Linked DNA regions of Mus musculus: region 1 is linked to region 2. The links are chromatin contacts, called in public HiChIP or PLAC-seq maps. All regions are on one chromosome and are shown on one strand. Each heading gives the region's core, a stretch centred on a gene start, on an enhancer-like site or on the middle of the called end of the contact. The rest is flanking DNA. Distances are from core to core; before and after follow the strand shown.

Region 1 (7,320 bases), core at 2,415-4,914, 350 kb after region 2:
TCTATGATCACAGCCACGAAGTGCCAAAGCCGAGGTTGAGATGGGTTTCTTCCCAGTACACAGCATTTGCTTCTCAAACAAAAGTTTGAACAGGGCATGGTGGCTCATGCCCGTATCCAGCACTTGGGAACTTGAGGCTTTGTCTCAAAAACAAAGAAAAAAAATTGTTCCAAATAATTAGACTGTGGAGGTCTGTATTTTTTTTTCTTCACATGTGAAAGAATACATGGGGTATCCTTGATACCACATGATGAATACAAATCTAATGGCTGTTGTGGACAATGCCAGCAATTGGAATTGTCTGGATACAGAGGAATAAGAGGAAAGGCAGCATGAAGAGACAAGAGCTCTCTAAAGGGGAGGCTTGGTCAAGCTCTGCTTACTGCTCTGGGCTGGAATGCAAGTCTTTCCTGCTGCCATGTTCTTTGGGTTTTCAGAAGATTAAAGTGCAGGTTTTCACCTGAAACTTTGAGCTGGCTTAGGAGTGAATGCCAGCATTACACTGCCACAGCCAGCAGCTTTCTGGTGGGAGAAGGAGGCTTCTTTTCTTCATCCACATAGTCAGACATGCTGCAAGATCAGGGGTGTCTCGGAAGAGCTTTCTCTGAACACTCATTTTAATTTTAGTGTGTAGGATAGTATTGAATTCTCAGTTAATGACTCGGCCAGTTCAGCAATCAATCTGAACAAATAGACAATTTCTTGGGAATTCATTAACATTTTTCTTACAGGCTTGGGAAATAAACAAACCAGAAAGCCCTTCTTTTAGAAATGTTCACCTGCACAGAGTGCTTGCTCATTTGTACATATGACAAAGTGGGTCGCTGAGAAAAGGATTTATGACACGTGGTAAAAATTTTCAACTTGACTGTTTCCACATGCATAAAAAATATGAATAACAATTGCCCTTAGTGGGAGATTTGGTTTGTAATCATTGCATAACAGTATAAGAGCCCGCCATTGAAGCACATATCAGTGTGTATCTTTACTTGTGACCTTTAGCTTATAGAGCAGTAAGGAAGCTGATATGTCAATGGCATTTTATATTAGCAATGAGATTTTCAACACAACATATCTTTTGTTGAGTGTTTATTAGGCACCAGATTTTTGTTATTTTTCATTTGTCAAAGAATCTTACTGCACAAATGGTATAACTTCTTGATTTTACAAACAAGGGACTCCCAATGTTTGAGTATATTTAAGTTACGATTATTTAGATGCTAAGAGGGAAATGAACAAAATTGATCTAAATGATAGAAAAGCATAGAAATTATTATTATGTACCTACTACATGCCAGATTGTGTTATGGGTTCTTAGTTCTTAGGAAAAACCTAAGTCCCTGATTTAGTAGAGCTATAATTTATTTGTAGGTCCTGGTAGCGAGCAAATAGTTTGCATTGTATAATATTCCATCGTCCTGCCTACTTTAAAGGAAAAGATTAGGTAAGAGACAGGGTCTTTTGCTGATGGTGTACGGAGAATTGGTTGCCTGGGGGGGGGGGGTGACATTTAAACAAAGGTTAAAAGTGGAGGGAGAAGCAGGCGTTTCGAGGACTGTCCATGTGACAATCACATCCTGGTATAACTTGCCATTCAGTTCTCTACCAGTGTCTTTCTTTGGTTATTTATAACTTGCAGGGTCATATGATACCAGGCTCCAGAAAGGGCACACACTCTGCTCTGACCTTGGTCCCTTTCCTCGGAGTTACCTGGGCACCTTAAGCTTATTAACAGGCCTAGATTTCCTCATCTGTTAAGTCTAGGTCACAATTTTCATTACATATGACGATGAAACTAACGCACAGGAAGTCTCCAGAGATACCTTGAAGATACAGTAAACAGGAGTCAGGGCTATGTTTAAATGAACCATTTGTGTCTCACAAAGAAATGTGGAGAAGTTCCCTTCTTTAGAGCTCTGCACCTACACCTTTGAGAATTAGGGTGAGTGGTTAGTTATTTAACACAATGTTAAGATGCATCTATTAACATACATTGAACTAACTACAAGTATTCGCAGAGTCTCATGAAGAGGAAAAGCAAGCAAGGAACAGATGAAGAATATTCTGCCATTTGCAGAAGCCATTGCTCTGTTCCATTGCTGGCCTGCTGATTAAAATCTTCAGACTGGCCTGTCAGGTCATCAAGAAATCTGGGTCTGGTCCCAGAGTGCTTTCTGATGTGCTATGTAACTTAAAGCTAATCTCTTGGCCTGCTTGCTTTCAGGAGGAGGACAAAGGATCTCTCACTTTACTTATCTCAAAGGAGTCTTTCAAAAAAGACAAATGACAACACACACACAGCCACACACACACATTCTCTGAAAATTGTACCCCAGTGTGATATAACTTACTGCTAAATGTGGGATATAATTTGGTAAGGAAGCAAAGATTCTGAGTCACAGTCTACCTCATGGGCAATGGAGTCTATCAACAGAGTGTGAGTTAGTAACCACTCTGGTATGAAAAGGGAAAGGACACAATAGTGAGGTGCTGGGGTTCAGGAGGGTCCAGTGGGGGAGCTGGGGAGCTCCCAGACTTTGGAAGGGCCACTATCTAGTTTTCCACGCTGACTTGGTTGAATCTATATAACTCTGTCATCTAATCAAGATCCTCTCTGAAGCTAGAATTTAGATTCATGACCTCAGACAGTATCATCATGGAAATTTCACTATAAGAATTAAATACACTAAATTTGTTGTTAGCATTGTGTATGCCACTGATGCTCAAAGAAGTTTTAAACGTATGATGATGGTGATGATGGTGGTGGTGGTGATGATGATGATGATGTCTTAAGACTGGAATTCTTCTGGCTTTTAGATCTGGATTCTTTTAGGTCTTGGAGGTACACTTGAGCAAGGTTTTGAAGACTATCAAAAAGTCTATTCAACCCTGGCTAAGACCTAACAGGCAACTACTGTAAACAGTCCACTGGATTTGCTCCAGGCTGAGGGGCTAAGCCTGTGTCCCTCTGTACCTCTGCTGAACTGGACGTATGGGGACTAATTCCAAGGGCTGATCCAGTGGAGTGAAGGCTTCTGAGTGCCTAAAGATGAGTGGTGATGCTGACACCATTTCACAGTGCCTATTGCATAGCCAGGGCACACAGGCTGACTCAGCCCCTCAGACTCACTCATACCCATTTCCTCCCTTTCTGTCTATTTTCTCCAGATTGTGGGGAAGCTCCTAGGCATCTGCACGACGCATTTCTGAAACCTTTACCAAGGAGAAGAGACCTGTCCTTATTGCTCCCTGGGACTCTTTGAGATCGGCAGACCTCTCAGCAGTGCCTCATCTATGCTGTTCTAGGGTCTTCCATCCTTTCTATCCTCACGATATTGCCATGGTAACCCTCTGGGAGGGAGGAAATGGATAGTGTACCACTGAGGAGCTATTTTTAGATTTCTGGCCAGATGCTTTGACAAATCTGTTGAGGGATAGAAAAATGAACCAAATATAGACAATTTTTGTCAACAAAATTATTATTTAAAATTTATATCATAAAATTGATCTAGGCAGGCATACTTCTAAATTATACCTAATATTCTACTCTAATATATAACCACATTCCCTAACCTCAATTTTTCCCATGTTCATTCAGCCTTTTGTTCTTAGACTGAAGGAGTTGGCAGGAACATAATTATTCAGAATGTGGCCTACATAACTCTTGGAAAACCATTTGTTTAGATCCTGCTACCATTAGCACTGGCTACATTTGTGTGGTGTCCATCTTATGCAACTGTGTCACTGACCTTTCTCCATCTTTTTGAAATGTTAATATGATTCAGTGCAACTTGCAGCATCCTTTATGGATATCACATTCCTCTTAGGCTAAAGGCTCCTCAGATTAAAAGTGGCCATGAAACACAGGACAGGAGGCCTTCAAACAGAGCTAGAGGAGTTTAGTAACATGGAATTTCCCCTTCTTTATGTTTTAAAAAAAAGACATTTGAGGTGAATCCCAAGCTCCCCCCATGCCATTGCACTGTCAGGTAGTACATTCCTTTGGATTTTTACCTAACCTTATCCTTTCACTATCAACACAAATGTCAGAAATGGGCCTCTAAAGCAAACATAGAAAGCGTCCTGTACAATGTTCATCTAGCTACATATGCATTTCTCTCATTGTACCTAGCAAGTTGCAACACTACATTTTCTTATGTATACTGTTATTTCATACTGTAAGCCATATTGCTAAGGACTTGTTTTGATTGCATACTATGATACATACCTATGTTGTATATTCTCATGACTGAAAAGAAGACACATAGTTATTTTAAAAGGATATAACCCAAAGTTCTCTATCAGGAAGAGCTGGTAGTTATAGCAGATCCTCTCCAATCCAAAATGCATCCAGTTCAACATCTGTTCATTATAGAGATTCAAAGAAAATCTTGTACAGAAGGCAGTATCTTTATTATAGCCAATATCTTTATCATTTCTCTACATGAGAAATTCATAGCTAGTACTACAGTCAGTGAGGAAGAAGAAGAAGGAGGAGAAGAAGAAGAAGAAGAAGAAGAAGAAGAAGAAGAAGAAGAAGAAGAAGAAGAAGAAGAAGAAGAAGAAGAAGAAGAAGAAGAAGGAAGAAGAAGAAGAGGAGGAGGAGGAGGAGGAGGAAGTGGAGGAAGGAGAGGAGGAAGAGGAGGAGGAGGAAGTGGAGGAAGGAGAGGAGGAAGAGGAGGAGGAGGAGGAGGAGGAGGAGGAAGAACCACAACCACAACAAATGTTTCTTTCCCAATCAGGTCTTGTATGTGGTGAAGTTGTTTTTGACATCTCTACTTTTTTTTTTTTTTTTTTTTTCATTTTTTTTTATTAGGTATTTAGCTCATTTACATTTCCAATGCTATACCAAAAGTCCCCCTTACCCACCCACCCCCACTCCCCTACCCACCCACTCCCCCCCTTTGGCCCTGGCGTAACCCTGTACCGGGGCACACAAAGTCTGCGTGTCCAATGGGCCTCTCTTTCCAGTGATGGCCGACTAGGCCATCTTTTGATACATATGCAGCTAGAGTCAAGAGCTCAGGGGTACTGGTTAGTTCATAATGTTGTTCCACCTATAGGGTTGAAGATCCCTTTAGCTCCTTGGGTACTTTCTCTAGCTCCTCCATTGGGAGCCCTGTGATCCATCCATTAGCTGACTGTGAGCATCCACTTCTGTGTTTGCTAGGCCCCGGCATAGTCTCACAAGAGACAGCTACATCTGGGTCCTTTCAGTAAAATCTTGCTAGTGTATGCAATGGTGTCAGCATTTGGAAGCTGATTATGGGGTGGATCCCTGGATATGGCAGTCTCTACATGGTCCATCCTTTCATCTCAGCTCCATACTTTGTTTCTGTAACTCCTTCCATGGGTGTTTTGTTCCCACTTCTAAGGAGGGGCATAGTGTCCACACTTCAGTCTTCATTTTTCTTGAGTTTCATGTGTTTAGGAAATTGTATCTTATATCGTGGGTATCCTAGGTTTTGGGCTAGTATCCACTTATCAGTGAGTACATATTGTGTGAGTTCCTTTGTGATTGTGTTACCTCACTCAGGATGATGCTCTCCAGGTCCATCCATTTGGCTAGGAATTTCATAAATTCATTCTTTTTAATAGCTGAGTAGTACTCCATTGTGTAGATGTACCACATTTTCTGTATCCATTCCTCTGTTGAGGGGCATCTGGGTTCTTTCCAGTTTCTGGCTATTATAAATAAGGCTGCTATGAACATAGTGGAGCATGTGTCCTTCTTACCAGTTGGGGCTTCTTCTGGATATATGCCCAGGAGAGGTATTGCTGGATCCTCCGGTAGTACTATGTCCAATTTTCTGAGGAACCGCCAGACTGATTTCCAGAGTGGTTGTACAAGCCTGCAATCCCACCAACAATGGAGGAGTGTTCCTCTTTCTCCACATCCTCGCCAGCATCTGCTGTCACCTGAATTTTTGATCTTAGCCATTCTCACTGGTGTGAGGTGGAATCTCAGGGTTGTTTTGATTTGCATTTCCCTGATGATTAAGGATGTTGAACATTTTTTCAGGTGCTTCTCTGCCATTCGGTATTCCTCAGGTGAGAATTCTTTGTTCAGTTCTGAGCCCCATTTTTTAAGGGGGTTATTTGATTTTCTGAGGTCCACCTTCTTGAGTTCTTTATATATGTTGGATATTAGTCCCCTATCTGATTTAGGATAGGTAAAGATCCTTTCCCAGTCTGTTGGTGGTCTTTTTGTCTTATAGACAGTGTCTTTTGCCTTGCAGAAACTTTGGAGTTTCATTAGGTCCCATTTGTCAATTCTCGATCTTACAGCACAAGCCATTGCTGTTCTGTTCAGGAATTTTTCCCCTGTGCCCATATCTTCAAGGCTTTTCCCCACTTTCTCCTCTATAAGTTTCAGTGTCTCTGGTTTTATGTGAAGTTCCTTGATCCACTTAGATTTGACCTTAGTACAAGGAGATAAGTATGGATTGATTCGCATTCTTCTACATGATAACAACCAGTTGTGCCAGCACCAATTGTTGAAAATGCTGTCTTTCTTCCACTGGATGGTTTTGGCTCCCTTGTCGAAGATCAAGTGACCATAGGTGTGTGGGTTCATTTCTGGGTCTTCAATTCTATTCCATTGGTCCACTTGTCTGTCTCTATACCAGTACCATGCAGTTTTTATCACAATTGCTCTGTAGTAAAGCTTTAGGTCAGGCATGGTGATTCCACCAGAGGTTCTTTTATCCTTGAGAAGAGTTTTTGCTATCCTCGGTTTTTTGTTATTCCAGATGAATTTGCAAATTGCTCCTTCTAATTCGTTGAAGAATTGAGTTGGAATTTTAATGGGGATTGCATTGAATCTGTAGATTGCTTTTGGCAAGATAGCCATTTTTACAATGTTGGTCCTGCCAATCCATGAGCATGGGAGATCTTTCCATCTTCTGAGATCTTCTTTAATTTCTTTCTTCAGGGACTTGAAGTTTTTATCATACAGATCTTTCACTTCCTTCGTTAGAGTCACGCCGAGATATTTTATATTATTTGTGGCTATTGAGAAGGGTGTTGTTTCCCTAATTTCTTTCTCAGCCTGTTTATTCTTTGTGTAGAGAAAGGCCATTGACTTGTTTGAGTTAATTTTATATCCAGCTACTTCACCGAAGCTGTTTATCAGGTTTAGGAGTTCTCTGTTGGAATTTTTAGGGTCACTTATATATACTATCATATCATCTGCAAAAAGTGATATTTTGACTTCCTCTTTTCCAATTTGTATCCCCTTGATCTCCTTTTGTTGTCGAATTGCTCTGGCTAATACTTCAAGTACTATGTTGAAAAGGTAGGGAGAAAGTGGGCAGCCTT
Region 2 (7,547 bases), core at 3,861-6,360:
TCAGTTATCCACTATCAGTCACCCACTGTCAGTCATCCACTGTCAGTGACCCACTGTCAGTCATCCACTGTCAGTCACCCACTGTCAGTCATCCACTGTCAGTCACCCACTGTCAGTCATCCACTGTCAGTCACCCACTGTCGGTCATCCACTGTCAATCACTCACTGTCGGTCATCCACTGTCAGTCATCCACTGTCAGTCACCCACTGTCGGTCATCCACTGTCAGTCACCCACTGTCGGTCACCCACTGTCAGTCATCCACTGTCAGTCATCCACTGTCAGCCACCCACTGTCATTCATCCACTGTCAGTCAGTCATCTACTGTCAGTCACCCACTCCTGAGAGGGGAAGCCTGAAAAGACCCCTTCATCAAGCACAGGTTTGAGAACACTGCTCTCCAAAAACCTGTCAGGAAGTCTTTTTACATATTATCCTTTCCCCGCTAAAGGTTGACTGTTAATTCCAGTGCCTGGGGATCTGAACCACTTACAGTACACGGAGGCTTTAGTGTATGTTACAGTACACGGGGCTTTAGTGTATGCTGGCTGCTTTCCTCACTATGTTACTAAGTCCTGTCTCTGCTGAGAGGGATAAGAAGACAGACAGACAGATACACGCACACAGGTACTCTATCTGAAGCAGCAATTATCCTTACTCTGGTTTAGGAATTTGAGGCATTTTACAGGTCATAAACACAAGGCTAGAATATGGTTTTGAAATACAAAGTCCATCATTTTTCTAAAAGACTGGATTATTTACCTCTTTTCATCTTGAAAGTAAGTCTGAAATCAAGCCTAAATAGCAAACATTGATAACTTATAAATATTTTATGGAACCCTTTGAAGTGTGAGAGGCTTTCCTCTCCTAAGTGAATATGGAAAAGGCGCCCTACCGTTTCCTAGAGAGAGAAGCCAACTTATGTTCAAAGCCATGTACAGCAAGCAGTATTCCTTAGGCAAGCAAATCTCCCTTTTCATGTTTGTCGATGTGTAAAGCCCACTATGTAAGAGTTTATTCTTACTTATAAGGGAAACAATTACATACACATACATACTTTTATTCCCTCGTGTATATTTTAATTACTCAATTTTCCATACAATTCATTTTGAGAAAAATAACATATACAAAGCAACATATTTTAGTGTGTGTGCGTGTGCGTGCACATACACACACACACATACACATACACACCTAATACTGAAAGCCAAGTTTCTAATTAGGATTTTAAAAGTATGAAACCATAATTTGGTTATGTTCCATTATTTTAATTAAATTGAAAATTTAAGATCCATAACATCACATTTCAGAACAATTTTCTACAGAAAACTACCCCAATCGTTGCTTCCTGTGTACCTGGCGATGCAGCCTGATAAATGATCTTGTCCCCTTCTCTCTCCGGTACAGCTGTGTGGCAGACGGCCATCATTGTGAGAAATTCACAGATGATAGGTGCGGTTGGCTGTGAGGAATAAACACATAATTCATCCCCCTTTATTTAACCATCTGACACTAACGGCAGAAACGTTGCTTCGTGGCCATTTATTGAGAGTACAGCTGGGACGCACTGGGGGTGTGGGACCACAGCCAGTATCTGTTATGAAGAAAACTTATTTGGAACTCAACTTATTCATTTTTGTACTTCCTCATTCATTCTATAAACATTTACTTAACATGATTTTTGTGCTTCTAAATAGAAATGGTAGAAGAAGATGAATTTGGTCTTTAGTGGACAGAAGAGATATGTAAAATGTTCACTTGCTTGTTTGTAATTTCTAGCCACATTTAAATATCAGGCGTCTAACCTTTAAGTAGAGATGATGATGATAATGGTGGTGGTGGTGATGATGATGATGTGTGGCTCTCAGTAATGTTGACTTTCTCCAAAACGGTCTACCTTAACCCAGTACATAATGATGTGTGCATGCATGCGTGTGCACGTGTGTGTGTGTGTGTGTGTGTGTGTGTGTGTGTGTGTGTGTGTGCATCACAAACACTTACTGAGCACTATCAATTCTTGGGGCTTGAGGGAGACTGAAGACTGAATCCTTTCTGTAAGCATCTCAGATCTGATGAGAAAAGAACCCAGACACTAAATATTAAGCATCTTCATGTCTGGCTTCTGGAGAGAAATGTCATTCAAGATAATAAAGAAAATAAGGTGTTCCCATATTCGCATAACCTCCCGTTATAAAGTGCAACAACGGAGAAGGTTAAATTAGGTTATGGAAACAAAAACTGCTTATGCTAAGAGTGGACAGAGCACAGATGGTCCCAGCCACATGGAGCTTGCTTGGACTCGTAGGGAGGCAGAGGGGACAATAGTGACAGCGTTGTTTATTCACAGCCTGCTAAGGTGTGTAAAGAGAATATGTGAATGTCATATGAGGTGACAGGACATGTGGCTGTTCATGAGAGATGGAGATAGATATGTGAAGAAGTCCTAGGCTAATGAAGAGCCGAGCATGGAGAATTCCACTGGGACGAACGGCATGGAACTAATAATAAGGCCCCAGAGGAGAAATGAAAGATGGCCTCTGGAGGAAGAAAGAAAAAGTCGCTCAAGGCAGAGTAGTGATGTAGGTGAGGGATGGCGGAAGTCAGGGAGGTGGTGTGACTTGCAATCCAGGGCAGCATGCTGGCATATCAGTTAAGACACAAACCAGGAGCTGGGCAGAAATCTGAGGCAGCACTGCATGAGAGGGGCTGTGACAGTCTGGGCAGGAGAAATGCAGGTGTAAGTTAACTTCAGTAGATACCCCAGCTGTGTTGTAAGTCAGTCCTAAGATGGGCAGGAGCTCTCTTACCAACAGAGCGAAGTCATAGCTATCTGAGGAAGGAGAGAGGCATTCTCTAACACTATAAGCAAGGAAGACATTTTGACTGCTGATATAACACTTTGAGATCATTCTGCACTGGTCTGCTCTACCCTCCCTATTTGTTATATCTACAAGGCTTTCGTTCCTCCTTAAGGGTTTCCCCAACTCTGTCCTCGATATATTCTGCAATTTCTTCTAGTTTTAATATCTAAATTCTGTTTAGTCTAACAGTACCCCAAATCCCCCTCCTATTTGGGGTGGGGGACACAGAAAAATAGACTCAGTAAAATCACAGCAGAGAGTTCTTCAAATCTAGGAAAAAGATATAAGCATCTGGACACAGAGGCATTGAGGACATTAACACATGTAAAATAAAATAAATCTAAAAAAAAAATCATGTAAGTAAAAACATGAGGGGACTAACCATGAAGGAAATTCATTCCGAGACGTATTCATTAGTGCTCACCTCCTAGGGACAGATAGCACTGAGGTCACTTACGTGGTTATTCTGGAGATTGTCCAGCAACGACGGGTCATTAAAGGTTTTTTCATCTCCAAACTGTGAGCTCTGCCTAAAGGGAAAAACAAAGCAAAGTTGGTTCACTTGTATAGGCCTAACTCACCCACTGCTAGTGATGAGTGATTACTCTCAATCCATTCCAATAACTGATCTATTCCTTAATTCAGGTCAGACTGGAAGGGACCTATGTTCTTTTCAGTTCCATCTCCAAACTCAACACATAGTCTAGTGCAGTAGTGATTAACATGTGGGTTGTGACCCTTTGAGAGGTCCAACAGCCCTTTCACAGGGGCCACGTATTAGATAGCCTGAATATCAGATATTTACACAGTGGCAAAATGACAGTTATGAAGAATCAAGAAAAGTAATTTTATCGTTGGAGGGGTCACCGTAATGTAAGGAGCTGTATAAAATCAATGCAGCATTACGAAGGTTGAGAGCCACTTAGTCTAGTTATCTTTCCCCAGGAAGAGCTGTACAGCAGGTTCCTCTAGGCAAAGATTGGAAGGCAGACTGTCCTCCAAATTCGTGCCCCTCTAACAACAGGCCTGTGGCTAGCCAGTCACTCTTAGACCTTGCTTAACCTCTAATTTCTGCTATCCCCAGCCTTTCTGACTATAATATAGTCCAGTCATTCTCCCATGACCACGTATGTTCCTGTCTCAGGTCCCTGGAGAGATGAGATTTCTTCTTGTATTCTAGAATTAGTTTTTGCTTAGTGCATAGCTTCGGGATGGGGTAAAGTCTAGATCCAAGACTGATGTAGCCCGTGGGCGGTTACTTTTAGTTCTCACATGCTACAATGTTATAATGTGACCTCGGTCCTCCAACTCCATAGCTCTTCCTTCTTAGCAGACCGGAAGGTCATACACCCTGCTCTTGGGCAGCCTGGAACCATTCTCATTCACTCTCCGGTGAGACATTCACAAGGCTCTCTGCATTTCATTCTTTACATCCCTCGATCTCCTACTGGCATTTTCCACAAAGTGGCTTGCTTCTTTTGCCTTCCAAAAGTCAGGAGTGTGTTTCAGAACTTGGACCACTAGGTGGCAGGTCCTCCCTTCACGCCTCTGCTCCAGCCCAGTTTTCTCTGGCTCATAAACCTTTCCAAATGGAATAGGGTTTGAAAGGAGACTTCTTGGCATTCTTCCCTTAAGTTGGTCCAAGGAACGAAACCCATGGGGGACCACAGGGCAAGAGCTCTCCAGCCACAGGGAGATTACTGCTGGTATAGGTGATCTGCCAGGCTAAATGGTACAAAACCATAGAAACACGGCTAATCATTGTCCTATAAGGTCTGGACTGATGCTTGGCTTTTAACAAAGCAGTGATCTGACTGCTGGGGCCAGAAAGTCCTTCAGCTGAGGATACATTTGAACACATAAAGCTGCATAATAATTACCTTATGGCAATTATCACAGAGAAGCTGAGTCGCAGCTCTGGGAGAACTCATCTTTCTATTCAAATGATTCAGTTTTTAAAATGATAAAAATCTCAGTCCCAGGAGAAAGGTGTATTTTTCTCTCTTTAATACTTCCATGACTAGTGTGGATTAAAACAAAACAACACCCCATTGGTCTTGGAGTCTCTTCAGGTTTGGAGGCCGGGTGAACGGGAGCCACTGGCACATGCTCCCCGAGATATTGTGTGACAGACTGGATGTAAAGAAAGAGCAGTTGAGAGAGCACTTGCACAATGTGTCGGCCTGGACAAGCTCACTGCCCACTGTACAGCACCCGTGTAGAGGCTGGCTTCCTGATCCGTGCCACATCTCCCGGACGACCTGAGGCAGAGCTCCTTTGGTAGCGCAAGTCAGTTTTCTGAGGCAATGAACACGGTTGTACAAAGCCTGTTTGCTCAGCATCCTCTCTGACTCAGGGGCTGATCTCTTCCCTAACCTAGTGGACCTGCCTCAGCTTAAGGGCTTCTGGCCCCAGCAGTCAGAGAACTGTTTTTTAAAAGAGTCTGTACCTCTAGGATTTTTTTAAGGTCCTGTTCATTGGTAGTCAAAACTGCTTGCTGGTAGATTTAATTTTTTTAGTAATGAGTTTGTTACTCAGAGTAGTTAAGTCCAAGAATTTGAATGGGTGATTAAATGCACTGTTTTGGCTAGATAATGGTTGGTTTTGATCAAAGTAAATGAGACTCAGTTTCCTGGGTGACTGCAAGTATTTCTGAAAGCAATTACAAAAGAGGAGTTCTAAAATGCTGTGTGAGAGTCTGCACTGCTGAAGAAAGAGCCTGCCAAGGGGACTCCTTTGAAGACTGATGCTAATGGAGATGGGTTAGCTCTCATTATTCTAAGGGCACGCCTGGAAGAATGCTCTACCCAGCCTACCTTCTACAGCAGAATAAATAAATGCCACTCACGCCACACATAATTATAGGCTAGGTAAAATGAGAAAATAACCAAGCAGAAAAGAGAAACTTGTTCAACCTGCAGATACTATAATAATACAAAAAAACAAAACAAAAACAAAAACAAAAAACCACTGAACGACTGCAGGGCCAGCTCTAAGGCAAGCTCTCTGTCACCCCACTGTCATTTACTTGAAAAATAACAAGAACATAACGTGTGACTGTATCAAGAAGTTAAGAAAAAACAAACATATCTACTTAGATTTGCTTCAGAATAATAAGGGTAGAAAGGCACAGGAGGGATAAGGGTGACCCAGGGCATAGCCTGTTAAAATAACTGATGGGGACATTTGTTCATTCTGCTTATATTTAAACTTTCCAAAATAATTTTTTAAGAGAAAATGATTATGAATATTTGTGGGTTTTTGAAAGTAATCATGTGATAACTTATAATTACATGGATGTTTTTCTCTCTAGTCCTTCCAATATTGATACTATCAATTTAGATAATGGTTTTTAATAGAAAGGAATTGGTCTCCAAGTCTCCACGTTTGTTTATGGTTCTTGGCAACAACAGGAAACAGTGCCAATTCTAGAGTTAGTAGCTATGCACTGGGAAGTCATAATCTAGACAAATCACTTATATTAATACATTTTTAGAGGATTTCAGCTATTGCACAGTCTTTAATGCCAAGAGTATATTTGAAAGGGTCTTTAGAATGGACCAAATATAAACACATAATTTTCACATGTGGATTTTCTTAACATTTTTGTGGTGAGTGCCATTTCAAGCAGGACAATTAAACAGACAGCTACAAGCTTGCTACGTGGCATTCAGTCAACTTCACATTGCCAGACAAAGCTGCCAAGCAGCTATTGAGATGACTTCTAGAGTTTTGGAGAGAGTCTTCCATAGTCTCTCCTCCTGCAGCAGTAGCATAGAGCCACTGTCACATATGCAGAGCACAGGGTTCCACCACGGCCACAGTTGATCTTGGTTTTCTCAGCAATATAAAACCAATTAGATGAGGCCCTTGGAAGTATGGAGTCTTGTATGAGCTTCTGAGTTAGGGTTCCTCAACTCAGTCAAACGGTAGATGTTCAATTTGCCTCTCCTTAACAACCTCAGCAATTCAACTGAAATAAAATCAGTTAGGGCTTGAAATGCAAAGCTATCCCGTGCTCCAAAAGAAACACAAGTCTTTCAAGTCTACAGACGTGTGACGGCACTAACACACCTTTCATAATCAGGCTAAGCCAGGATTACCTCTGGCTCTCACCCATGTCCGCTGGTTGTGTTCTTGGGGAGACTACTTACAGGCTTCTCTCTATAAAACCTATCAACTTGAAAATGATCATGTCAGATAGATGGTGCAGACTGAGAATTATAGTGCCACCAGCACTAGCCTTCTAGTTAGGGCTTAGTTAATTGTCAATGTTTCCTACTGATTTAACGGCTAATGGTGGTCATAGTCTTCCAATAAGTCTACTCAGGTAGTTAGTAACTTGTGTGAAGGACAGGTCAGGGTCTAAACATTGATGGTCAGAGTCCAAAGCTCACATGCATGGCCACTCCACATAACCCTACACAGAACCTCAAAAAAAAAAAAAAAAAAAAAAAAAACCCTGCATCTTTACCTTTGCAAACCTACAAGTGTAGACAGAGACCCCCCCCCCCCCCCAAGTATACAAATAAACAAAGTGCCTTTTCCATAAAATGATACTCGTCTTTCCTGGTGCACTTTTAGACTCAATGGCAGAGTGAAAATACATAATTCATGAAAAAGTTGTTATATTTCATTTGAACTTAGATTCCCCCCCAAAAGATACTTTAATGAAAAAAAAAAAACT

The links. HiChIP or PLAC-seq counts read pairs in DNA pulled down with a chosen protein or histone mark.
Region 1: a contact with region 2 is called in an H3K27ac HiChIP or PLAC-seq map of neural progenitor cells, with 15 times the contacts expected there. The contact joins two enhancer-like sites. A contact is called at or near these places in 1 of 15 datasets of contacts at CTCF or cohesin (stem cell-derived epiblast-like cells), 6 of 484 Hi-C or Micro-C datasets (cardiomyocytes, cerebral cortex, embryonic stem cells and 3 more), 4 of 115 datasets of contacts at active chromatin or transcription factors (VIP interneurons, astrocytes, neural progenitor cells and 1 more) and 1 of 9 other capture datasets (embryonic stem cells).

The regions. Positions count from the first base shown.
Region 1 is chr5:68,094,762-68,102,081 of GRCm38.p6, forward strand. All of the region lies in intron 1 of Grxcr1 (glutaredoxin, cysteine rich 1), which reads left to right. Among named protein-coding and RNA genes, the nearest start is that of Grxcr1, 67 kb to the left of the region's middle. Within about 2 kb of position 3,665, at least 30 of the 459 cell types and tissues checked have an H3K27ac peak or open chromatin away from gene starts, as enhancers often do. A contact at or near this core is called in VIP interneurons, neural progenitor cells and neural stem cells, where this site is marked.
Region 2 is chr5:67,747,696-67,755,242 of GRCm38.p6, forward strand. It overlaps Atp8a1 (ATPase, aminophospholipid transporter (APLT), class I, type 8A, member 1), which reads right to left. Exons shown (of 37, transcript NM_001038999.2): 16 at 3,318-3,390; 17 at 1,356-1,461. Among named protein-coding and RNA genes, the nearest start is that of Gm46914, 48 kb to the left of the region's middle. Within about 2 kb of position 5,111, at least 44 of the 459 cell types and tissues checked have an H3K27ac peak or open chromatin away from gene starts, as enhancers often do. A contact at or near this core is called in VIP interneurons, neural progenitor cells and neural stem cells, where this site is marked.